Regions from separate parts of the Delphinus delphis genome. Here region 2 is linked to region 1. The links are chromatin contacts, called in public Hi-C maps. All regions are on one chromosome and are shown on one strand. The core of a region is the stretch at or near the end of the contact, and the rest is flanking DNA. Distances in the headings are between cores, read along the strand shown. Region 1 holds the start of RMND5A (required for meiotic nuclear division 5 homolog A). Region 2 holds the start of KDM3A (lysine demethylase 3A).

Region 1 (6,357 bases), core at 1,505-4,004:
CAGACTGAATAGCACAGCAAACTCTGTGGCTAATACCCCGTTGACCGTAAGTTCCTTGAAAAGCTCCCAAGCAAAGAGGTCTAAAACACATTCCTGCTTCAGCAAGTTCTCAAAATTATTTTACCCATCTGGGATGGGCCCCAAATCCCCTAAAATGAGGCTCACAATCACATTTCCCTACAATTAATATGCCCTCTGTCTTCTCATGGAAGAAAGGGATTTTACTTTCCATCTTCTGCCCCTCATGCTCTGCCTATCCAAGCCCTCAATCTCTGACCTGGTCCCCAAAAATGAAATGTTCCTTCCACCGCTCCAAGTCTGCACCCTGCACCCACTCCTTCCCTTTCTGTCTTTAACAAAACAAAGATCTCCTCTCCAGTTTAAGGCAGAGGGGGCACACCTTCAGCCCCATTACTTAAGCAGCCCCTCACCCCTCAATCTGCATTATTTTTCTTAACTCCCAGTCACCTAGTTTATTTTAACAATTCTATGAAACTGCAAGCAAAGAGGGTCACTGACTCCCAATAGCAAATACGAGTTGACCAACCTCTCTTTTTCTAAGCCTGTCCTTTCTGTTTCCGGGGGCACCTCCTGGCCCTCCGCTCTTCAACAGGAGTTCAAGCCTGTGGTTAGATCCTAGAGTCGTTCTTCCCTGCAGCCTAAGTAAACTCCTTCACTCTCCTCTGTAGGAATGACACCAGGAAACCATCTTAAACCTTACTTTCCTCCTAAACTCCATCTATACATCTTCAGCCACCAGTAGACATTATGCCCTTGGCTATCTTCATTGGCCTTTCAAGGCCAACTTTGTCCAAAACCAAGTTCACCAGAGCCTTGCCAGGAGTCCCACCCCACTCCACCTCTCCTTCCCCATCACAGGCAGCCGTCTAGGTCTGCTCATTTTTCCATATTCATATGCCAAGTCGTACCCCCACTATGGTCTCTGGTTTGCTTCTTCCCCGGAGTTCAAACGTGACTGCCAGTGTCCACGATGAGATGTTGCTGTTAAGACTCCCTCACCATGGATGAGCACTAACTCTCAACTGAAAGCAGTCTGGGAAAGGAAGGTGTACAAGGAGGAAGGAGAGGTGGAGAGAAGCTCGGCTATTGCCACTGTCCTCAATCGCTCCGACCACAGTATCGACATCACCCCAGCTACCAAACCTCCCTTGTCAGAAACTTCTGTTCAGCCTCTGAGTTGAGACCTCCCAACCTCTTCAATAAATCCATTAAATAAAGTCCTTTATTTCTTGCTCCCATCTGGGATGGGATTTGGGGCCCATCCCAGATGGATAAAACACTATGGATATTTTAATCTAAGGATACCAGACCTTTAACAAAACCAAAACCCAAAACCCTTCCCAACCAGCTTCCACAAGTTAACTCTGGCAACGTATCTGCCCCCAGGGCCCAGGGCAATAATATAGGGGAAACCCCTTCTAGAGAAAATCTGTTTTCTGAAAGGAAATCAAGTAAAAACTTGACCAGGTAACGCAACTAACTAACAACTTATGTTACAATGTGTTTCCGGAGAGTTGCCTCTGTCTCTTCGCAGGCTAGGAGAGCTGAACAGTTTGATTTAGCCAGTTTCCTAGGAATCGTGTCGGTGCCGCTGCGGAGTTGAAGAAAAGCTACTTCTACACAGAGTCAAATTATGGACTTGCAGGAGCGGCTGTTCCGTTAATCCACAGCTAAGAATAACACTCGAGTTTCTAATTTAAGAAAAAGAAAGAAAAAAAAGAGAAGAAAGGCGAGGAAAGTCCCCGGGCTAAGTGTTCGGAGCAGGGGAGGAGGGGGGCTCGCTGCACTGACCCTCTCATGGCCCAGATCCTTGGGCCCAAGGCAATTGACGAGGAGCGCCCACCCCGGGAGTGTAGCAGTTTGCAGGTGCGAAGGACCGGCCCCCAACCCCGTTTAACCCGGGCTGGAGCCCGTGGCTCCGGAATGGGTTTCCGGGTGGGTTCGCGCTGACTCGTAATTAACAACGAGGACGGGGCAGGTTCGAGACAAATCGGGCGAGAGAAGGAGAAAAAGTCACAGGGGCCTGGTGGGTTTCCGCGCCCCGGGGAAGGCGGGACCGGGCACCCTCCTAGCCCGCCGGGGCCTGAGGGACGCGGGCGGGTGGGCCCGGCCCCGCGCGCCCACCCGGGCCGCCCTACCGTGGCTCTGCAGGATCTCGTGCTTGAGGCCGCCCGTGTAGTCGATGAGCTCCTCCAGGCCGCGCTCGCACAGCTGCCCGTAGCCTGAGAACTTGTGCAGCACCTTCTCCAGCTCGCGCTCCACCGTCACGCACTGATCCATCCCGGAGGCGGCGGCGGCGGCGTTCGGCTCCCCGGTGCCCGGGTGTCCGCAGCCGTTCGGCCCGGGCCCGGCCGAGGCCGCGTCCTGCTCCTCGTCCCCCAGGCGGGCGGCGCGGGCGGCCGAGGCGGCGGACGCGCTAGCCCCGGCGCCGGGGGACCCCGGCGAAGCCCGTGCCCGCCTGCCCCATGGCGCCCCGACCCCGGCGCGTCGCCGCTGCTCCCGCTCGCTGGTCCCACCCGGCCCCGCGCCCCCGATCCCCGCGTTCGGCTGCCAGCCTAGGCGCCGCCGATTGTTTTTGTTTTCACGGGAACCGACCGATGACCTGGTTCTCCCGGGCGGCACCAAGCGCCACCGACCCGAGGGGGAGGCAACCACCCCAGCTAGAGAAGGAGGAGGCGCGGGCCGTACCAAGCGCACCCTCGAGGGGGGGACAACCCGGCGAGCGCAGGCGGAGGAACGCGACGAGCGTCCGCTTGCGCCGCCGCTCTAAAGCTGTGGGCCGTACCACACGGGAGGCGTGCAAGGGAGCGGGAGAGGGTGGAGCAAGGACCCAATTGGTCCGAAGAGCTAAATAGGGAACTTTGGAGACAGCCCCAGAGATTTGAGAGCGCTACAACTACGCGCTCCGTAAACAAGAGGGTGGAAACCGTCCCAAACCACTCCGCCCAGAAACGGGGAAAACGAACCAATGGGCGCCGGGAATACGTAAGGAACAAACATCCTCCAATCCCTGGCCGAGGCGTAACCCTTCAGCCAATCCGAGACTAGGGGCCAAACCAATAGGCTCGCTGTTGGAGGGGGTGACTTGGAGAGCATCCCGGGAAGCAAGTCGTTTCTAGAAAGCCAAGAGGGAAAACAAGGCAGAAATAAAAAGGTCTATTTCCCGTAGGACTTCGCTCTAGCCCTGAGTTATTTCATCCCCCATCACTCCTGGGGGTACTGTCGTTCCGAAGTTCTGGAAGACCGACTTTCCACCCCGGAGGAAAAATCAAGCCTGGCCAGGAGTGGTGGGTGGTGCTGCAGGCGAGGGTCGCTAAAGAGAATGGAAGGCGGGGGTGATTCTGGGGCGGGAGAGGGGGGCTGCCTGCTGGCCGGGCGCGGTCCGCGGTGCTGTCTCGACTCTTGCGACACTTGGAAGGTCACACGCCTCACACCTCCACCCCCGCAGGCCTCGGCCCTTTGGCCCCTAGGCCTGGAGCCTCTCCTGACCGGTTGCCTCACCCCGCGTCTAATGCGGGCAGCTTCGCGGAATGCAAATTCGCGTCGGAGATCCTGACGGCCTGGCCCCTGCCTCTTCGGCGCCTTACTCCTTTGAATCGGATGGAGTAACCCCCTTTGCGTAAATCCTTTCCTTGACTTGCCGTGGCGCCTCCAACCTTGGCCTATACCTGCTTGCCCACTGAGCTGCACCTGCACGAGGAGCCAAGCTGGTTCTTGCTTCAGGGCCTCTGTCCTTAGCTTTTCTTTGGCCTTGGAAATCTCTTCCACCTTGTCATCCACCTTGTCATTAGCACACTTGTCCCACAGAGAGTCCTCCCCTGACCACACTAATGTATCTTCTACCCTCCCGCACTCCCTCCTCCATTGGATGTAATAAACTATATCATTTATTATAATACCTATTATACTACCAGTTTTATTCTTTTCGCTCTATTTATTAAAATCTGAAATGATCGGATTAAATTATTCGTTTACTTTTCTGTTTGCACCTCTTCAATAAAGTTCCACGAAGGCAGCCCCCTTGCCCGTCTTTTCTGTGCCTGGAACAGTGTCTGGCAACATAGTATGAAATCTTTTTTTTTTTTTTAATTAAGGTAAAATCTCTTTGAGCCTCAATTTCCTTTTTTTATAATTTGGAAATAATCAGAATTAATAACACTTCACGTCATTGTTAGGAAAAGTAAGTGAGATAATTTGTGTAAACACCCAGAAGCACGTGATAACCACATGATAAATAGTGATGGTGGTTGTTACTGTTGTTGTCAGTTCCCAGGAGTAAATCTGAGATGGCAGTTTAAAGTCATGGAATCATGTTGGTCTAGCACCCAATCCTGTAATTTATTTCTTGGTAATTCTCAAGGGCAGCCCCAACGGTTGCTGTTACATATCTTCTTTCTCTTCCCCACCTAACCTGATTTCCTTTCTCCTTTCTTGGCAGGTGGCCCTGATTCCGGCTTCACTGAGAAAGTGAAAAACATCCAACTCCAGCACCCTCTGCCACTCTTCTCAAAGTATGTCTACCTGTAGCATCCATTTTGTTAACTGTTGTCAAATACCTAAAGGAAGAAGAGTCCCTTCTCCCTTCCTAAGCTGCCAGCTGACCTGGGGACATGGGGGAAACCTTCATGTAACCCTCCTCAAGCTGTTTCCCTTTTCCTCTCAGTCCTTCCATGGCCAAACTGCCCAAACAAATCCTCTGCACTTGTTCCTCCTGTTCCTCCAAGGATTTCCTTGATAAACTCAGTCACCCTTTTCTCACTCTTTTTTTCCTTGACCTCCGGAATGGGTTTCCGGGTGGGTTCACACCATCACTATTTATCATGCAACACATGAAAATTGTGCCTAACCTTCACTTTTAAAATTCTTCCTTCACCGTCAAGGCATTGCCATGGTATGGTTCCGTCACCCCTTCTCCCTTCCTGGCTCTTCTTTCTCGTTTAGTCACCTATGTGGATGAGCATTCGTCCCAGCTTCTATCCTCAACCTTCTCTTTTCCCTTTACCTGCTCTACTGTGAGAACACATTAAACTTGCCCCTCTCCAGCCTTGATGTGTCTCATAAACCAGCTTCACATTCCCCCCAACTAGCAAGGCATCATCATCCAGAGGACTCGTTACCTCCAGTCAACATGTCAGGAACAGAATCCGTATCTCCCTTCTACAACAGACTTTCCTCCTCTTGACTCCTCAGTTTTTGTCAGCATTACCTTAACTCTCCCATGTTCCTCTGCCACTTCACCATCCTCATCATTAACTTACCTCTAGGATTCTTGAAAACCTTTTCCCCATCAGATTTCTTGACTCCACTAACCTGTTTCCATTGCCAACTACATCCTTCTCAAGATCCGTCTACTAAGTCAGCTGCTTTCAGTCACCCCAGAATTATTGGTGCTTCCCAGGATTTTGTCCTCATCAGTATCCCTAAGGATAAAGATTGTCTCACTCCCTTTTCCATTCACCCTCCACATGTTCTGTTGAGTCTAACTTCCTAATGTCTTAAATGAGGCTTTTTAGTTTCTACATCCTTCACCTTCCTTAGTACTTTTGACATGTTTCCAAGGTTATAATTGCTTCTCTTACCTGCCTTTATCTCTTACCTCTACAGTCCCACCAGGTGACTCTTCATTCCCCTCAAAAGGTTGTTATAAGAATTAAATCAGACAATCCATGTAAGGCACTCAATATAATAATGCCTGCCATATGGTAAGAGCTACTATTATCCACTGAACAGAAGTAATCACGACTCCCCATTACTTGCAGCTTCAAATCCTAATTCTCAGCTGCATGGTCTGCCTAGCATAGTGACACATCACAATCCCCCATCCAAACACTGGGCACTTTCATACTTTCAAGGTGAGCTGAGTACAGCTTCTTCATGCTTTTTCTTCTTCTAGAATGCTTTTCTTTATTCTCAGCTACTCAGATCCTCCCCTTTCTTCAAGTAACAGGACAATTCCTATTACTATTGATACCTTTCACTACTGATACCTTTTTCCAGATCTTGGTCTACCACTCCCCAATATGGTAGTCATCAGCCATATGTAGCTATTTAAAATTTTAATTAAAAAATTTTTAAATTCATTTTCTCAATTTTACTAACCACATTTCAACTACTCAGTAACCACACATGGCTAGTAGCTACTGTCTTAATCAGCACAGTATGAACATTTTCATTGCTGTAGAAAGTTCAGTTGAACAGTACTGATCTAGACCATGACCATAGTAAAGTTACCAGCCACTCCTTTAACTGCTGGAGGACTTCACTGTTCAGTCATTTAATGCTTAAATGCATACTGCCCCTGTATTTTTAGTTAACTTTTCCAACGTGTACCTTGTT
Region 2 (6,357 bases), core at 2,020-4,519, 280 kb after region 1:
GTGGTTTACTATCTAGGATTTTTGTGAGGATTAAATCAAAGTATTTACTGCATGATAAGTATCTATTATGTCTTCACCTAACTTCTTTGTAATCAACTACTAAACATTGTATCTGAATAAGTGACTTTGTTACGAAGTCTTTCTCTAGATGAAACAAATCTATTATGTCTTCACCTAACTTCTCTGTAATCAACTACTAAACATTGTATCTGAGTAAGTGACTTTGTTACAAAGTCTTTCTCTAGATGAAACAAAGTTAACAAGCCTTGGTCTCATTCATTTCAACCTCAACTAAGGAAGCAAGTCAGTCTAGACAGACTTGTACTTCTATTAGTACTAAAACAGTTGCACACTACTTGAATTTCATTCATTCATATTCATTGCAGCCCCCCCAACCCACTCCCAAAAACTCAATATCCCTAAGCCCAGGTCTTAGGCATTGTCTTAGTTACTCAGTTCCTGCCTGCATCTGGCCAAACACAATAGGTTTCAATGTTTCAAAAACTGTGTTTTTGCTAACACAACATATCCTTAAACTTACACCAATTACTTTATCTGCTACTCAATTAAGGAATGCAGCAATAAATCATGATTCAAAAAGAGAAACTGAGTAGATTTCTTACATGAGGGCTGAGTTGTGAAGTCTGTAGGTAAAGCAAAAAATCCACTATAGTCAAAATTGCTTTTGAATTAAAATCCCTGTCGTCTCCAGGTTAGGCACCTTAGTGCAGTGAAGACACACATAGCCAAACGTGGATTCCAATGCTCCCTGTGTCACTTAGTAGCTAACTATGCAAGTCTGGACAAGATTTCCTTTCCTAAATCTATTTCTTTATTCTGAAAATGAAGATACCACCACCACTTCAAAGGCTGGGGGTGAGGGAGATGTGGAGATTTAAAAGAACACACATAAAGGACCTCCTAGGTTCCCTTCCTAACCCAACGGGTCTGCAATCACTGCTGAGTAAGGAAACACCTAGTCTCTCATCATCTGCCAAAGAACTAAAGACTGTAAGGATTAATCTTGTTTCCACTCAAATCGGGTAAAAACAAATGCACTACAGAAAATTTTACTTGGCAGGTGAAATGAACCGCCGCAACTATGACTGAAATCTACTACACAAAGCCCATTTTATTGAGAAAGATGATTAGCCTAAGCAAATAGGCTGTACCACATTACCTTCTTTCTGTAAACATCAAAACGCACCTTGCTAGGAGTGAAACCAAATTTCACAGTGTACGACAGGAGTCCTCTGGTGGCAGAGCCTTTGATCAGGGAGCACGATGATTAAGAAGGTGGGCTCAAGGGTCAAAACTTTCTGGGTCAGAACACAGGTTATGCCAATTCCTTGAACAGTGTTTCAGCAATCAACACATATTCAACTGCCAATGCAAAAACTTGCTTCCCTTATTTGAGCAGTTTTCAAGAAAAAGCAAAGATAATGACCAAGTGAAGATACTAAAACATATCCGTTACCCAGGATGGAAAGCTCTTCTGTTCTGACAAGCTTCCTTCAAGTTATCACCACTTCGGAGTCTTTGTTGGGGACCTTTTTTCAGTTATTTTTGCACAAAGGAGTCTTTGTTGGTACAATGGCTTCCTCACTGGTAGTTTCCACACAATCCTTTCACACCAATACTTCTATTAGGGAGTACGATCAGAATTCATCTCTTTTCGAAAAGATCTAACTGAAAAAGGTTCTGCGTGCCATTCTGATTAAAAATCACTGGCCGCACTCGTTCCCATTTCTCTCCCTTCCCTCAAACACCCAAATGGAATATTTCAAAGCCATCCCTCCAACACACCATATAAGGGGCAGCTCCACCCCAGCCCTCCATATATGGTCATATCCCACACCCACTCACAGACTCATCAGAGACAACCAGGAACCCACTCCTGCCCTGACCCACCATATACGGACAAATACCCACCTTAATATACTGAAGAGAATTAAGCTCCTTCCTCTACACTCACACTTCTAAGTCTGAAAGTTTAAGAAGTTGGGTGAAGAAATTAGAAGGAACAAACAAAAAACCCGACTGAAAGCACTTCTAAGCACTAGTGCTCAATTCTCAATGATTCCTAACGTCACCCACTTGCCCAACTTAATATTAACAACACTCCCCCTTCGGAGAAATCATCGTACAGCCCTGATAAGGCACAGCGCGTGCAATAACTAATCATGTCTGAGCAACCCTAAGCCCATTATTAAACACGGGCAACTCTAAGCCAAACACACCTCGCTCTACACACCATTTCAAAGACTTTCAAGGTCTACTTTTCTGCACCTTCAGATCAGATGCCAACTTTCTGGTCGCCTTTTCAGAAAAAGGGAGGGAGGGTTGCTGGCTGTCTCGTTACCAAGGTAACTAGGAAACGTCCGACTGCCGAGGCCCGGGAGCCGGTTTTACCTTCAGATCCTTCTTAGTAACGTCGGTGTGGGAGACGGCTCGAATGGTCCCGGAGAGCCAGGGCCACTCGGCGACGCGCTCCAAGTCCCAGCTGTCGTGGCCGCCGTCGCTGCCGTCGGCTGCGGACAGACTGAGGAATCGCTTCCCTACCAATACTGGCCAACTTTCTCCGAGCGTGAGCACCATGGTTCCAACGCTGCAGGAAGGGCTCCTCCCTGCAAAAACACAAAAACAAAATGCAACGGGGGCGGCCGGCGGGAGGGGGCCGGGAAGAGAGGTCGGTGGGGGAGGCCAGGGCGGAGGAAAGGGTCCTAATCCCGATCGGAGGAGGGGACCCCAGGCGGCGGCGGGTGAGACGGAGGACCCGCACCCGATCTCTCCACCCGCGCCCTTCCCGCCCCCCGATCCCTCCCCCACCGCAAACACTGGCCCAAGCGTCGCGTGACCCTGGCTCTCCCAAGTTTCGCTTTTCCAAAACCTGAAACCTAAATGCAGACAGAGTGAGGGGAGAATTATTTGTGGCTTAAGTGGATTTGAAAGTGTTCGCCCCTCACCCCGGAAAAGAAAAGGCCCCGAAGCAGAGGCCCCGTCCCAGGCGGCCGGGTCCCCGCCCCGGGCAGCCCCGCGGGAGGGGCGAGCCCGCCGTTCCGCACTTGCCCCGCCGCCCCGCCCCGACACCCTTCTACTCGGCCGCAGACCCCCAGCCTGCGCCGCGGCGCGGGGGCGGCGGGGCCGCGGGCTTGGCGCCTTCACCTTTCTTCCTCCGATCCCTTCAGCCGAGGCCGTGGCGCTCTTACCCCGCCTCCCGCCTCCCGCCTCCCGCCTCCCTGAGTCACCGGCGGCGGCCACCGTTTCCAGCCGCCCAGCCGACTCTAGCTCTCTGACTTGGTTCAAGAGCTCTCACAAGACACGCACAGCCTCCCGGGCCCGCCCCCTCGGAGCCGCTTCCATCGCTCATTGGCTGGGTCCAAGGAGCTGGGCGAGACTCGTGGGGAAGGAGCCCATCGCCATTGGCCGCCCCGGCGAGGGCGGGGCGAGAGAAAAAAACAATTCCTCGGCTGCCTCCTCCCTTTCCCCTCCCCCTTCCGACTCTCGGACGACCCCCATTAGGTTAAAGTACACCGAGCGTAAGCGAGGGATCCCTCCGCCACAGCCATTCTTTCCATTTGTTGCCTCACGGGATGCAAAAAAGTCCAGAGAAATCGGTCATCAACTTTAGGACCCAGAGGAAAATTGCAGTGGTGCACAGATAAGACTGAATGGCGAACCCCAGGGCTGTAAGTGCTTATTGGATTGCTTTTCAAGTGCGTAGGCTGTCGACCGAAGATAGGCTTTTCACTTGGCGGAAGAATCTCACAGGAAAGGGGTGAGGGCGGTGCAGAGTCAGCGGGGGAGGGAAGGGACATGAACGTGCGGTTTGAAGCGTACTCAGTTAGAGGGAGGAGCGACGGTGCTCTAGAGACTCGTGCGCAGGCGCTTCGCGGAGGAGAGGCTGGAGCTTGGGCTGCTGGGCGAAATGGCCGCGGGAGGCGCAGGCGCACGTGGTGCTGATCATGGAACGTCTAAAGTCCGCCATTTTGAAGGAAAAATGAAGAAAGGCATGGAGTCCCTGGGAAATGACACGTTAATTAAATCCAAAGCAAAAGATGCAGTTCAGTACAATGCAGAATGGGTATTTTTCTTTTTGTTTTTCAATGTAAAGGGAGGATGAAAAGATATTCTGAGTCTTACAATGAAATGGAAAGACTAGATCAAGGTCATAATGATGTAAGAGATATGAAGAGGAGGTGACTTTGAAGGACAAAGGAGTTGAGGGGTGATTGTGTCTTTTGGACCTGAAGTTTTTTGGTTGAATGAAGAAAAAACGGAATGAAGTAATTGAAGATCTCTTATTTTATAAAGGCTGGTGCTTGACCTGGCATCACATTTAATCTTTAAATGAAGATTAAGTGAAGAACTCAAGCTCCCAATTTTACAAGTGTGAAAACCGAGAATCCGAAAAAGTTCAGAAATGTATTCAAGGAATTATAGATAGAAGTTAAATCCAGGTGTTGATTTTCAACATATATGTTCTGAATACATGACATTAAATAAAAATTTTAATTAAGAATAAACACTGAAGGATTAATTTGATTTGTAATTTACAGACCATTGAAAAGGGGGAAAATGGAACAGAGAAAACTTGTCCAGCACAACATAAGTCAGAATGGGAAGAAGGGAGGAATAAAAAAAGAAAAAAAAAAAAAAACCTAAGCAGAAATACGGTAAATACAAAAATAAAATAAAATAAAATTAGAGGAGTAAGTCTAAATATCAGTATTTACAATAAATATAAGTGGGTTAATTTACTCAGACCTTAAAAAGACACACTGGATTAAAAATAAAATCCATCTATAAACTGACCACCAGCAAACTCCAACAACAACACAGAAAGCTTGAAAATAGTGGGTTAAAAGAGTTTGTAATCTAATGGTAATTGAAGGAAAGCGATATAGCAATGTTAATATAATTGAAAGCAAAGGCATCAAAGAGAAAAGGATTTTATACTAATAAAGGATAAAGTCCACAAAGGTAACACACACCCTTGAACTATTGTGACTCTGGGAACATATTCTAGCCTATGCTAAGACTAAACGTATGAGAAATTTTTGACAATTTGTAATAAGAGTACAGTGAAGATATTTATAAATACATCTACCCCAGAAATAGGCATCTCAGATTTTTAAAATAAGTGAGGGTATGGAGGATCTAGATTACATAATTAAATATTAATGTGAAAAACAATAGCTGGGAACAAGTTCTATCAAACTTCAAATAACATATAATTCCTAGGTTACATTCATGGTTCCAGAACTTAAGAAAGATGGAAAGGTATCCAATGCATCTTATAAAACTTGCAAACCCCTATTATCCAATCTGAACCAGTAGAGTACAAGAAAGGAAAACGATAGTTCAATCACATTTATGAACAGAGATAGAAAATTCTTACATAAAACATCAGCAAGTTAAACCCAGCAACATATTTTTAAAATAATCACTGTGATTAATTAGATTATATGAATATGAGGATATTTCAAGATTAGAAAATTACTATAACTCACCACAACAGGTTAAAAGAGAAAAATTGTGTTCCTTTTAATAGAGGCTGAAAAGAACACACACTCACAATGAACACTGAACTACCAAGAAAACTAGGAATATTAAGAGCACACACATATTTAATGCTTATTCATGATTAAAAAATAATTTTAAACTTCCTACAAACCTAGGAATATAAGACACCCACCTTAGAAAAACACCTTCAAATATGAACTAGGAGACATCGACAAGGTTGTTCATTTCAGCATTGTCTGTGGCTGTGAAAAATTAGAAATAATCGAAATGTGCTTCAATTAAATAAATAAATGAAATGTGATACATATAGCGAAAAGCTGTAGAGCATTTGAAAGGGAATGAAGTATATTTAGATGTACAAATAACGATAGATTAGCAAAACACATTTTGAATGAAAAAGAAAGTTGCATTTGGCAATATTTGAAAATACACACACACAAATTACACTATATATGTTCTATGAAATATATATATTGAGACTCATAATGATGGTTACTAGTATTGGAGGGTGCACACTAGTATTGGGGGTGTTGGTCAAAGGTGATTTAACATTGTAATTCATTTTTATAAGGCAAAAGTATTCATGTTACTTTTGAAATTTAAAGCTATATTTTAAATCCTATGAATGCAGTTTACTACATTAACACTCAAGAGTATTCATGACAAATTATTAGAACTTATACAAGCATCGAGAAGGTGATGCAATAAAAAATCAACAAAAAAAGATCAAAGAATTCCTATTCCTCAACAAGCATCAATTACAACAGAAAACAGAAAAAAAGAAACCATTTATGACTATGAAACTACAGAATACCTTGGAAAAAAACATAA

The links. A called contact is a pair of places that touch in the nucleus more often than the background predicts.
Region 2: a Hi-C map of muscle shows a contact between it and region 1, with 6 times the contacts expected there. The contact joins the promoter of KDM3A here to the promoter of RMND5A in region 1. A contact is called at or near these places in 3 of 3 Hi-C or Micro-C datasets (lung and muscle).

What each region holds. Positions count from the first base shown.
Region 1 is chr12:14,580,811-14,587,167 of mDelDel1.2, forward strand. RMND5A (required for meiotic nuclear division 5 homolog A) reads right to left here and starts at 2,755. Exons shown (of 9, transcript XM_060027402.1): 1 at 2,160-2,755. The coding sequence starts at 2,301.
Region 2 is chr12:14,861,463-14,867,819 of mDelDel1.2, forward strand. KDM3A (lysine demethylase 3A) reads right to left here and starts at 3,270. Exons shown (of 26, transcript XM_060027399.1): 1 at 3,166-3,270; 2 at 2,413-2,627. The coding sequence starts at 2,598.